Linked DNA regions of Mus musculus: region 1 is linked to region 2. A link is a contact called in public promoter capture Hi-C data. All regions are on one chromosome and are shown on one strand. The core of a region is the stretch at or near the end of the contact, and the rest is flanking DNA. Distances in the headings are between cores, read along the strand shown. Region 1 holds the start of Gzma (granzyme A). Region 2 holds the start of 4930526H09Rik (RIKEN cDNA 4930526H09 gene).

Region 1 (6,590 bases), core at 400-2,899, 2.2 Mb after region 2:
ACCTGGAACTTCTCATCAGGTTGAGGAGAGTGAGAGGCAGGAAGAGAGAAGGCAGGGTTCACTTTCCATAAGGGAATTGGGACGAAGGCAGAATTTTAGGCTTCAGAAATAGAATGGAACAGAATCAAAGGGAATTTATCCACATCCCTAGTTTTCCTGGGGTGACTCTCACAAAGCTGGACTGCAAAGGACTATCTGTGGACATCATGATGAATTCAAGGAGATTCTCTTCTGTAGGGCTCTGGCTCTGAGCACACATGCTGGCCTGAGCAGTAGGGCCAGGTTGCCACCAGCCAGTCTTAAAAAGGTCGTCATAAGGATTAGAGCAGGTGGAAAGCTTTAAAGACCAGCAATGCTCACCCCATTCAGAGTCATATTAGTAGAATTTGTGAGGCAGGAGCTGGGGTGTTCAGACATTGTTTCAAAAGCCTGCCAGACTGCTCTGACTAGTCCAGCATATGACGTACTGCGTTCTTGCTCCCTCCCTTCTGGGTCCACACAGCTGCTCTGAACACGGAAAACAAAGTGTAAAAGGAAAAGTTGTCCTTACTGTTTACTTTGAAGAAAATAAATAATTGGATTAAAAAAAAAACCTCAGAAAACCAAAATTCAATTATAAAGGAATAAAGAGGAAAGAAAATCTGCTCTAATCTCATAGCACTGCCATGCTGGTCATGTGTCCACTTTTGGTCTCAAACATCTTTCAACCTTGTTTTAAAATTCCCTTTCATTGTTAGTCACACGCTAAATCCTAGGACTTCTTTTAGATTCCTCTCTGCATCTCCTACTTCTAAAAGCTTATTTGTCCTGGGGTAAATCCTGGCGGTTTCCATATTTGCCTGCCATTTTTACCCCCCGCCAATCTTCCTACCAGGTTCTTCAAGGGACATGGAGAACCTCACAGAAGCTGTTGTTCTTCCCGGGTCAGGGCAAGAACAATGATGGCATTCCCACCAGTGCATGGTCCTTTCCCTCAGACAGGAATATTGGTTCCTATTCACTACATAGCAGGAACAGCTGAAGAGAAAATACTACAGCTCTCCCAAGCAGTCCGTGTGAGAGATCTTCCCCAGAGTCAGGAAGACTTGCCAGGAAAACACTAACCAAGAGAAATAGTGAGAAACTCCCCACAGTCCTCATTAGCTTCTGCTGTCCAGCTTGGTTAGGTGTGACCCTCTCCAAAGCTGTCTGCACAGTAGTCAAAGAAAGAAAGGCTGAGATGCCTCATTTACCACTATTACCTCTCTTGGAAGACAGGTTGATCTCCCAACTCAAGAGTATTTCATTCATTTCTTTGCTCATCTCAAGTTCCCTTTTAAGGCAATATTCAAGCTATAAATCGGCAGCAATCTCCATTGGTGGTTCTGCTAATTTTTGGAAAGAAACTATGAATACATATTTTTTCCTCTAAAACTACTGAAATTCAAAAATGAATGCTAAGTGTTCCCAGGCTTTGAGTATTCTCAGTTATACTTAAGACATCATGGTGAAAGCACCCCACAAATCTATTCTATGATGGTTTTGATGAAAATTACATGAGTCTGTCTTACCTTCAGGAATAAGCAGAAGAAAAAGGAGAGTAGCAAGAGATGGCCCCCGGGGACCAGAGGCGTTCCTCATCGTGGCTCTCCCACCCCAATCAGCAGGGATCTCTGTGTTTGTTTCTTTCTACTTATATATGAGAGTGCAAAGGATGTGGTTTTGTTCTTCTCTTTCAAATGTCCAGGTGTAGAGCTGGAAAATGAAACTAAAATAGGGAGAGTAGGCGTTGTCCCTCCTCACCTGCAGTAGTGCTGTTGTAGTTTGTGCTGCCCGGTGGAGATGGAGGTTTGTAGCCTCCTAGGGAAAGCTGAGAGGGAAGAGAATCGTGTTGCCATTAGAATGTAGTTCATAAGCAGGGACTAGAAATGACTCAGTTGGGGTGTTTTTATCAATGGCCATATTTTCTTCAGGGTCCCTTAGTAGGAGCTCTTTGAAAAGCCAGAAATCAGAGTTTTAGATGCTAAGGAGGTAGATCATCTGTTCAAGTACTTGCCACACAAACACAAGGACCTGAGTTCAAATCCCCAGAACCCACAAAACAATCTGGGTGCAATAGCGTGTGGCTGTGATCCCAGAACTGCAGAGATAGGAAGATCTAACTGCACTGGCAACCTCCAGGTTTAGTGAGAGACCCTGTCTCAAAAGATAGTGGGAACTGCTTGAGGAAGATGCCAGGGTCAATCTCTGGTCTCTTCGTGCATATGCATACACATGTATACACACACACACTCTCTCTCTCTCTCTCTCTCTCTCTCACACACACACACTTGGAATTAAAAAAAAAAGTCCTAAAATTGGTCCCAAAGCACATTTCTTTTTACCTATTTTCTTGGGTTATAAGAATAGATAAGACGAATACAAGCAGAGGTCTAGAGGGACATTTATGGACAGTAGTTCGTGCCGTAATAATAAAGTACGTGTAATCAAGGATAGGTTAATTTGTCCCAGCATTAGGGACAGTTGCTTTCTTGAAACAGACATCCTCCATGGTCCGTCTCTGGAGGACAGTGCTGACTTGGTTTCTAGTAGAAAGTCTTGAGCTTTCTATCTGAGTAGAGGAAGTGGTCTCTGTCGTGAGGCACAGGGCCGGCTCTATGTTTGTCCCACGAGGATGTCTGGTTAAGCCCCTCGTCCCCACCGTTAACACCTTGTGGCTTCAGGCCAACTGAGTACTTCTTCAGAAACCACGTGACCTTAGAAGGGCCCCCTGCTGAGACACCTGTGGTTCTTGGTCCCACGTTATCATTTGGTCATTATCATTTCATCATTGTCGGGAACATCAGTGAGATAGCAGGAGATCGTGAGATAGCATGCTTCAGGTTTTCATGAGTAATTTTCTTGTCAGTTTTTTTTTTTCCTTTTACAAATTCACACTTGCACCGAATGAAAAGGGGGGAAGATTGTCAGTTTTGTTTATATATAACTGTGGTCATGTTTTCTCCATTTATTCTGACTTTTAAAAATTATTATTATGTTATATTTTATATATATATATACATTTAAATTTAATTTTATTTGTAACTCATTTTTTACACTCCATATTCCATTCCCTGCCACACCCCATCCACCATCTGGCTGCTCCACATCCCACAGCTCCTCCCAACCCCACCCCATCTCCATGTGGATGCCTCCACCCCCACCCCACCTGACCTGTAACTCCCTGGGGCCTCCTGTCTCTTGAGGGTTAGGTGCATCATCTTTGAATGAACACAGACCTGGAGGTATGTGTGTTGGGGGCCTCATATCAGCTGGTGTGTGCTGCCTGATTGATGGTTCTGTGTTCGAGAGATCTCAGGGGTCCAGATCAATTGAGACTGCTGGTCCTCCTACAGGATCGCCCTCTTCCTCGGCTTCTTTCAGCTTTCCCTAACTCAACAACAGGAGTCAGCAGGCTCTGTCCATTGGTTGGGTGCAAATACCTGCATCTGACTCTTTCAGCTGCTTGTTGGGTCTTTCAGGGGGCAGTCATGATAGATCCCTTTTTGTGAGCATTACATAGCCTCAGTAGTAGTGTCCGACCCTGGGACCTCCCCTTGAGCTGGATCCCACTTTGGGCCTGCCGCTGGACCTTCTTTTCCTCAGACTCCTCTCCATTTCCATCCCTGTAATTCTTTCAGACTGAAACAATTATGGGTCAGAGGTGTGACTGTGGGGTTGGAAACCCCATCCCTCACTTGATGTCTTGTCTTCCTGCTGGAAGTGTGGTGTGCTCTATAAGTTCCCTCTCCCTACTGGCATTTCATCAAAGGTCCTTCCCTATGAGTCATGGGAGTCTCTCACCTTCCAGGTCTCTGGTGAATTCTGGTGGGGATAGGGGCTGGGGGCAACCTCCTATTTCCTGAGGTTGCCTGTTTACATTCTTTCTGCTGGCCCTCAGGGCTTCAGTTCTTTTCCCTCACCCAATACCAGATCAGGTTCCCCTCTACCCCCACCCCCATACTTTCCCTCCCAAGTCCCTCCCTCCCTCCCTCCCTCCCTCCCTCCCTCCCTCCCTCCCTCCCTCCCTCCCACCCTCCCCACTTGTGATTGCTTTCTTCTCTCTCCCAAGTGGGACTGAGGTATCCTCACTTGGGCACTTCAGCTTGTTGAGCCTTTTGAATTCTGTGGACTGTATCTTGTGTATTCTGTATGTTTTTTGTCTTTTCTTTTCTTTTTGGCTAATAGCCACTTATTAGTGAGTACATACCATGCATGTTCTTTTGGGTCTGAGTTACCTCACTCAGGATGATATTTTCTAGTTCCATCCATCTGCCTGCAAAAGTCAGGATGTCCTTGTTCTTAACAGCTGAGTAGTATTCCATTGTGTAAATGAACCACATTTTCAGTATCCATTCTTCTGTCGTAGCTTCTGGCTATCACAAATACGGCTGCTATGAACATAGTGGAACTCGTGCCCCTTTGGCATGGTGGGGCATCGTTTGGGTATATTTCTAAGAGTGGTATAGCTGTGTCTTCAGGTAGATCTATTCCAATTTTCTGAGGAACATCCAGATTGATTTCCAGAGTGATTGTATCAGTTTGCAATCCCATCAGCAATGGAGGAGTGTTCCTTTTTCTCCACATCCTCTCCAACATGTATTGTTACCTGAGGTTTTGATCTTAGCCATTCTGATTGGTGTAAGGTGGAATCTCAGGGTTGTTTTGATTTGCATTTCTCTGATGTCTAAGGACTTTGAACATTTCTTTAGGTGCTTCTCAGCCATTTGAGATTCCTCAGTTGTGAATTCTCGGTTTAGTTCTATACCCCATTTTTTGATTGGGTTGCTTGGTTTTTTGGTGATTAAATTCTTGAGTTCTTTATATATTTTGGATAGTAGCCCTCTATAGGATGTGGGGTTAGTGAAGATTTTTTTCCCAATCAGTAGGTTGCTGATTTGTCTTATCGACTATGTTATTCTGACTTTTAACTGTTTGGTAAAGTGTAATTCATGCACTATAACGCATTATTTAAGGCATACTTATTTAAGGCATACTTCCAGAGTTGTATAGTCACCACTATAATCTAACTGTAGGACATTTGATTTTTCCCCAAGAACTTTTTATCAATTAGCTGTTGATTAGGGCCCCTCTAATCTACTTTATGTCTTTACAGATTTGCCTAACCTGGGCATTTTAGATTAGTGAAATCATATACAAATACAATCACTTGGTACAATTCTTTTGAGAGTTTATATTGTCATGGCTGTTAATATTTTATTTCTTTTTGTTGCCAATAATATTTCACTATGTAGTTAAAGTGTATTTTATTTATTCATTCATTAGTTGATGGATATGTGGCTTATTTGTACTCTTGAGCTACTGTGAGCATTTATGTGGAATTTTTTAAATGTGAACTTCTATTTTCATTTTTTTGAGAGGGGTCTGTACTTACTAGAGCAATTACTGGGTAATTGGGTAATTGCATAGTAACTGTGTGTTCGACATTTCTAGGGACTATTGAACTATTTTGTGAAGTGGATGCAGTATATTAGGCTTTCCCCAGTAACCTAATAAGGCTCGAACTGATCTGCATCATTGCCGTGTTGTCACTGCTCTGACCATTTCTGTTTTAGTGGGTGCGAGGTAGCATCTCATCGCGGTTGTGGTTTGCACTTTCCTAATGACTAACGTTGAGCCTCTCGCGTGTCATGCCTTTGTTGAAACCTCTATTTGCATCCTTTGCCTATTTCAAAATTATTTTCTTCTTATTATTGAAGGATAAGCATTCTTTAGATATTCCAAACACAAGTCCCTCATCACAGGTATGATTTGCAAATATTTTCCCCACATCTGGGACGGTCTCTGTCTTGTTGTTGCACTTCAAAGCATGAAGCTTTGGGATTTGGAGATGCTCAATTTGTCATCCCTGGCGGTCACCTCTCCTTGGACTGCATGTTCAGAAGGTCACCCACTAACCGGAGGCTGTACAAGGTTCCACCTACATGTTCTCAGGTGCTGTCTTCTGCTCTGTTCATTTCTAGGCCTATTCTTGAGTCTTTTTTTTTCTTTTGCTATAGTGTAAGTTGTTTTACAAATATTTATTTTTTAATTGTGTGTATATGTATATGTCTATGTGTCCAAAAGAGGACACAGAATGGAACTGGAGGTGGTTGCGAGATGCTGAGCACTGAGCTCAGGTCGTCTGCAAGCGCAGCATGTGTCGTTAACTGCGGTGTTGTCGTCTCTCCTTCCAGCCCATAGTTTGAGTGACATTTTATGTGTGCATAAGGTAGGTTTCCATTTCCGTCTTTTGAATGCAAATGCTCAGTTATTCCAGCATTATTTGTTCAAGAGATTATTCTTCTCGAACAGAGTTGTTTTAACTTCTTGTTGAATGTCATTTGACTATAAATGTTAGGCTTCATCTGAGGTCTCAGTTCTATAAAAGTTATGTATAGGTCTGTTCTTATGTTGGCCCCACTTGTCCCGATTACACACACACACACACACACACACACAGACACACACACACACACACACACACACACAGACACACACACATATACACACACACACAGACACACACACACACACACAGACACACACACACACACACACACACACACACA
Region 2 (7,540 bases), core at 3,524-6,023:
AGAGGCTGCAGTCAAACAGGGAAAAAAATGGAGCATAAGAACTTTGATGATTTTGTAGTTAAAAACAGAAGAGACTAGAGAGCAATCGCTTGTTGTTAGGGAAGAATTCTATAGTGAGTTTGGCCAGAAGACCTGCTAAATGAAATAACTTTACCATATTTCATTTATATTATTCAACTGTGTGTTGCAGGCTAGGGCACCAGGAGAAAGCCACATGGGATCATAGCCATCAATAACAACACAAACGATAGCATTCCCTGTACCTTCCTTGAATGAAAGGCTTTGTGTTTTCACAAAGCACTTTGCATCCATTATCTTTTTACCTCTTACCACACCCAAGGAAGGTAGGAGGCAAGTATTACCTCATTTTGCAAGTGTTAAAGTTGAGGTTGGTGAAGTCAACAAATAATTAAATGTATTGACACTCAGAAGACGTCTTGTAGAAGATATTAACCCCAATGGAATAATGGGTGTTAAGATTCTGTTATGTAGCAATGATACAAACAGGACAAAGAAAACTGCAATGTTAAATAAAAAAATTAACCAAGATGATATGATCCTGAACAAACCCTGAAATACATTGAGAGAAAATATATTAATATCTTCTAACCAATGATGGTTTCGCATAAAATAACAACGACATGTGGTACACATAGATACATGCTGGCTGAGAACACCTATACACTTAAACATTTTAAAGAGTTTTAAATATTTTTAAATAGAAGAAAAACTTATTACTTTTTGTGGCAATGATATCAAACGAATCGAGGTTCTGTCACCTTAAATATCCAGGTTCTTACTTGCTTTGTTGCTGCTTCAGAGAATTCTCCTGAGTGCCTTACACAGGTTGACCTCACGCTCCACCTCCGCCCTATCCTTTCAGCCCCAGGCCTAAGTATTTTAAACAACCCTCAGTACACATAGCATAAGTTGCCTGTCAGTTTTAGATCAAGGGCCCACATTATCTGGCTGCAGAAACCAAAGCAAAAAGCAACTGCCGTTGGACTATAAATGAATGGGCAAATGACTACCTGACTAAGTCAATGGAGAAATACATAAAATAATTTCTCAAAACAAAGGAAACATATTTAGTTCATCTTCTTCTTTGTAAGTGTTCCCAATTTTCCTTTATAAATGATATCTAACTCAGATCTAACTCTGTGGCCAAGAGGAACAGGAAAGCACTAAAGGGAGAAAGCTGGGACCAATGGTGATGATTTTCATGGAGAGTCAGTTTCACCAGCTGGCCTTGGGGCAGCCTCCTTTCCTAATTCTTCACACAGCTCACCTCAATCCAGGCCTGCACTTCCGTGCAGCTCAGCTCCACCTGAACAAATTGAAGCCATTTCTCCTTTCAGTCATCTGTGCATCTTACACCTGCCCTTTGGGGTACCAGGTTCTAGGGACTGTGTCTCAAGGAGGCACAGTGGTTCTGAGCCCTCCTCATTTCAACTGCTAAGTCAAGGCAAGGTACAGAGGAAAGGAGTCCCATAGCATCATGAGTTAAACCTAGGAAATGAGAGAGACTATTGACCAGGGGATATTTAGTGAGACAGCTTCCTTTCTGGTCTGCTGCTACATAACCATTAGTTCTGGAGAATGGCTAAATTTGGAAGAGGGTAACCGAGCACATAAAGGGGAGGAGGTCTGTACAGTATCTGAGGAGAAACAGCTGATTTTTTTCAAAGGCATTCAGCTCTACCATATAATGGTTTTATGATTTTTCATCTTTACTTTCATTTTGTTTTAAGGCCCAGATACAGATAAAAACAAGACATCATCTTGTGTGTATACTACAGGAACTATAACTGCATGCCAGATCTCAGCATCCGTACCATAGGAAGGAATATGCTTCACTGGAGTATGAGGCATGCATGGCCCTTGAAAACCCATGCTTTGACTTCTTGAGTCGGAGACAGATACAGAGTATATGTAGGCAAGATGCGCAGTGCTGGATAACTTACTGTTTTTATTCAAGTCTAGCTTTCATCATGAGCCAGGCAGTTTATGCTTTTGCCATTTGTCTGCATAATAACTATGTATTTTATAATTATATGAATAATTGTTTACATGATTATCTTGAGTATACATTCAGTACATGTATTATTATATATACTGAGGTTTATAATAAATACACTTGAGGCAATGCTTCGGTTCACCACCCACATCCCCACAAAGGTAAGAATGAAGGGTTTGTTCTCCCAGCTTTGATAGGACTGTGGGAAATGGACCTCACTGCCATTCCTGTTTGGGATTCTTTTATCTGAATAAAGATGGCTCACCTTAAATGGCCCTGCTGATTACTGATTTGCTACATCAACATGCCTTTTCCCTGAATCAGCACAAATCAGAAAGGCCATCACACCTGGCTGTTACAGTGGCTACTGTGGCCAATCTCTTGTTGCGACAGCCTATCTCAACATTTTCTCTTCCAAGCTATAGTCAACTCTTTTATGTGGATTATTCTTAAGACATTCTCTAACAAATATGTGCTACTCTATTTCCTTTTCAGAATCTACTTTCTGTGGACATCTCCTACTATATAACCTCCATATTAGCTAATGTCTCCTGAGGAAGATTAAAAAAAAAGATTAAAAAAATTATATTAGCCCAAATTATGGATGGATTACGGATGACTTAGCTACATTTGGAGTTTGAAAAACATACAGTAAATGATATTTATAATTCAAAAGGAAATAAGCTTTTGAAGTGAACTCTGTTTTCAAAAAACCTAAATATTAGGAAACTGAGATGACCTGATTTAGAAATATATCAACTCTTGTCAAGTATTTTGTGTATGTGTATTTATGTATGCATATGTGTATATAGGTGTGTGTATGTATATATGTATGGGTATATATTTGTGTATGTGTATATTTATGTGTTGTGTATCTATATGTATGTGCATGTATGTGTGTATATGTACGTAAATGTATGTGTATATTGTTCTATGTGTAGGTGTGTTTATGTATATGTGTGTATGTATGTGTATGTGCATGGATGTATATGCATGTTTATATATGGGTGTGTTTGTTTATGTGATGAAGACAGTACACCCCTCAGCTACAGACTAATACTGGCTGTGGTCTGCTGGGGTTGGGGAAATCACTGTCTTCACTAAAGTGTCCACTAGTAAGTTATTTGTGTTCCAGTGCTCACTGGTTAAATGCAGACAGCCATGAACCAAAGCCAATCATTACCAAAGCCTTAAGTCACACAAGCAGAATGGGGACTAGGAGTTTAGGAGGAGTGCCTGTGGGGGTGGAGAGAAGGTAGGAGCTGTAGATGACAGTTAGCATCTGTTCCTATTAAGAGTGAACCTTCCACAGTCCTTTATTCCACCAGAGGTCTGTTAGCAGTAAGTTAATTTTAGGAATAGTAGTGAGAACCACTTCTTTAGACACGAAGTTCTATTCTCAATCAAATTTCATACCACATAGCCAGACTTATCAAACGTGATGGGTTTTACTAAGAATGTCACAAATCGCACAGACTTGTTCTCTGATCCGTTGGCATCATTCCATAGCCCATGCATCTCTCTGCCCCTTTATTTCCCTGGAGTAGGTGAAATCTTCCCATCTCATGTTCTTCCAGGGTTCTAGAAGCTATTTGAGGATGGAGAGTTAACAGCTGACGCTCTGACACCTTGGCCATAGCTGTCTATGATGACTCTGTGTCTTACATAGTCTTCATTGCATTCAAGACGAGCCATGCAACAGTTGTAGGAAACAAACCATCATTTTCATATTTTTGCATTCCTGAGGATTAAGTGTAAGACATTGCACATTCTAAGCAAGCAAGCACTTTGCCCACAGAACTTCACCTTTAGCCCTGAATTGCGGGAGAAAAAGGCTAAAGAGGAAGATAAGAGCCAGACAAAAAAACTTGACTTCCGTGATAAAATTCTTGGGCTTGATACACAGTGACAAGGAATTATTTTTTGGCTTAAACAGGAGCCAAATCTGTTTGTTTTAGACCATCATTCTGTCTAAAGTATGAAAGAAGAAACGGAAGGAGACTATCACTGTTGTGTCAGGAACGTCTGTGAGGACATGTGTACATGTATGTCTGTACCATAAGTAACAGTACAAGAAGGAGAAGGAGAAGGTAGAGGCTCAGCTGGAGCAGCGGTCCTTTGTATCTGAAAAGAGAACTCGCTTCTCTGCTCTGTGCTGAAAAGAGCCTCTGGGTTAGCAGGTTTCTGGTTAGCTTTGCCCAGAAATATTTACTGTCAGCAGCCTGAAAAACAGAAAACTTCAGGATGTTTCTCTCTCTAAGGCCTCAGATGACACTTACAGCAGCAGTTGTATTTCCTCTTTGGCTTCAGCTGCCTCTGTGCACGCATGCTCCAGTCCTGGCTGCAGTCCAGGGATCCCACCCTTGGCTGTGGAAACACTACTTCCTCTCTTTGTCCACACAGCCCAGCGCTGATTATAGCTTCCTGCTACAGCTAACGTGAGTGGCCTTGTCTTCTGTTTGGCATCTCACCTTTTCCATCATCCAAACCAGCAATGCTCTGAGGACCAATCTTTCTCTCACCCAAGATAGATTTCAAAGGTGTTCTTTATCAGATGGACCCCAACTGATACAAGAAGGGGCACATTTCAGAAACACGTAGGAATCAGAACTTTGGGAACTTTTTGAATATATCCTTTCTGACCTAACTTCAAGTTGGCCTCCTGTGTTGCTAACAGATGTATGCTGTATTGATTCCTCAGTCTTGTGGCTATACCTTCACTACAGCCATCCATGGTAAGCTAGTAACCTTAGAAATAAGAGATCAAAAGCAACAGGATGCTTGTATAAGAGGCAGACGAGGCTCTGCAGGGCTGACATGCCATAGAAGCCAATCATGTTCTGGATCTCCCAGGACTCAGACTTCCAGAACAAGAAACCTGTCACAAAGGCCAGATCCAAATGGCTCAGCTATCAGGACTTGACTAGGATCATCATGCGTGGTAACCTAACAGAAGGACGTTTTAAAACACTTCCTTTGGTCTTGCAGAATCCCGACAAAGGAAGGCCAGTTTTGAGTGTCAGTAAGAAGATAAATGTGAAGCGCATAGCTGCCTGCGCCACAGAAACCAGCACAGCGCGAGGACAGAATGGAGCATACGCAGTGAGCCTCACCACTTCAGAGACTTAAACAAACTGGAGGCATGCTCTGTAAGGTGATGGAGGTGTGGTGATGTGGCTGGAGCTCCAAAGCAGAGAGCTTACAGGAGAGCGGTCACCTCTCTCTGGAGAGCAGAAGCATTGTGGCCTTTGAGCTACTCGTGGGTGTTATCATGAGCTTCCTCTATCACTGTATCATTCATAAGCTTGCTTTCCAAATTGTTTCAGATTTACAAAAATGCCGCCAAGGTGGTATAGACTCCAGTGATTCTCAACTTGTGGATAGCAACCTCTTTGGAGGGTCATATGTCAGATATCCAGATAGATACTTACATCGTGATTCAAAACAGTAGCAAAATTAGTTATGGAGTAGCAATGAACTAATTTTGTCATGGGATTCACCACAGGGGGAGTTGAATTAAAGGGTCTGCAGCTTTAAGAAGGTTAGGAATCACTGGTATAGAGGATGTCTTTATTTCCCTCTATTCTGTCTGTGGTTAATATTTTACTGTCATATATTCGTCACAGTTTTTTTAAGTCAGTACATTACTGTTAAATAAACTCTTCACTTAATGTGAAAGTCACTAGTACCACCCCTCCCTTCCCCAGGATACCACTGAAGGGTTAAAAGTCTCAGGTAGACTGAGAAAATCCAGACTGGAAACTTGACTGGTAATAACACCTGGCTTCTATTAAGATAGATAACACACTAACCTCCTTTGGTGTTTTCCGCTGGGACCCTGCAGGGGAACTGACCTCAGATAGAAGCTTCTATCCCCAAAGTCATTCCTCTTTCCTATAAAATCCCCTAGCCCACTGTGCTAATGTAAGTAGCTTCCATTCACTCAGAGAGACCTCTCCCCTTCAGCTGTTCAGATTAAAGGGCAATTCTGCTTCTATATACAGAATATATATTTATATATGGTCTGTCTCCTCTTTCTTTTAACTCTGTGCTGCCTCTATCAATCTGGATCTAACTACCATCACCTTAACAGTTAGAAACATTTTAACTTTATTTTCAATCTATACTAATTGTTAAGGAGAAAAGGAACACCCTGAGAACTTTCCACAATCATGACTATTGTTCCAAACTCTAGGGATCTTCCTACAGAAAGGACATGCTGAGCTCGTTCAGTTGTGACAGTGTCTAAGGGTACAACAAAGAAACTGAGACTGACAGTCACAGGACGGAAATCAAACCCTGTGGTTTTTATCTATGCATCTTGGGAAAAATATATAATGTCTAATTCCTCTTAGGCTTCAGCTCTCTCATCTCTAAAATGAAAGGTGATAAATTACAAATAAGTCTCAGAGTTGTTTTTGCTTTGCATTTTCTAGTTGCTAAAGATGCCAAATACTTTTAAAAGTGTTTATTGCTCACTTGTGCGGATGTGAGGAAAGAGGAACCTTTATTCACTGCTGGTAGGCGTATAAATGAGTGCAGCCTCCATGCAAATCAGTGTGGTGATTAAACATGAAAATAAACAAACTCAATCTACAACAAGGAGCACCATCACACCCAGCTAGGCTACTCCTGAGCACTTCCCCAGAGGACTGTAAGTCGCCTATTACTGTTCCACTATTCACAATAGCTAAGAGAATGGACCAATTCAGATGTCCATCTATAGATGAATGGAGTCAAATTTGAAAAAGAGCGAGGAGGGATACCAGGGAGACCTTGAGGGGAGGAAATGGCTGAGGGAAATGATGTAACTATCATGTCAAAATAAAAGATGATTTTATAAAAGAAAAAGAAAACAAATTTTAAAATGTGGTTAATACAGCAAAATAGACTTTCTCTTACCCATAAGAAGACTAAGACAGTGATACTTGCAGGAAGATGGATGGTACTGGAAATTATTATGTTAAGTGAAGCATCTCAGAGTCAGAAAGACAACCACATGTACTAATCTCATTAGTAGATTCTTGATTTTAATTTTTTGTCTCTCTCTTTTTTTTTTTGTATGGGAATACAGATTGGAAAACTAAAAGAAGGATAATGGGGAAGTAAGTCCTGAAGTGGGAGTAGAGAGGAAGACAGGGATGGAAGACATCCAACAGAAAGGGCAACTACTGGCATGGGAAGGACCATCAGAATGGGACCAAAACCAAGAGGATAATGGGAGATGGGGATCAAGAAGAGTGTGCATGGAAACACCACAATGAAGCCTATAACTTCTTACACTCTTTATAAGAACAATTGTAAAACAATGTAACTCACTTAGAACTATGCCTGTGTATGTAGGAAGCATGGAGTTCATCTCAGTTGACATCACCATTGCTGTCTGGTTCTAGGCTATGCTATGGTTTCTTCTCTTGGACATAGATTCTATTGTATGTTCCATTTCTATCTTTACTTCCAGACTGCAGTCTTGATGAATTCAAGGATACTCCTATCTAATTCATAGTAGTTCCTCAGGAAATA

Evidence for each region. Promoter capture Hi-C pulls out the DNA fragments that hold promoters and counts their contacts.
Region 1: a promoter capture Hi-C map of pre-B cells shows a contact between it and region 2, with 2.4 times the contacts expected there. The contact joins the promoter of Gzma here to the promoter of 4930526H09Rik in region 2. A contact is called at or near these places in 3 of 39 promoter capture datasets (liver and pre-B cells).

What each region holds. Positions count from the first base shown.
Region 1 is chr13:113,099,332-113,105,921 of GRCm38.p6, forward strand. It overlaps Gzma (granzyme A), which reads right to left and starts at 1,650. Exons shown (of 5, transcript NM_010370.3): 1 at 1,551-1,650. The coding sequence starts at 1,620. It also overlaps a transcript of Cdc20b not described here.
Region 2 is chr13:110,899,073-110,906,612 of GRCm38.p6, forward strand. It overlaps 4930526H09Rik (RIKEN cDNA 4930526H09 gene), which reads right to left and starts at 4,774. Exons shown (of 3, transcript NR_131194.1): 1 at 4,297-4,774. Gm38397 (predicted gene, 38397) reads left to right here and starts at 4,427. Exons shown (of 5, transcript NR_131193.1): 1 at 4,427-4,455; 2 at 4,695-4,752; 3 at 5,006-5,171; 4 at 7,092-7,540.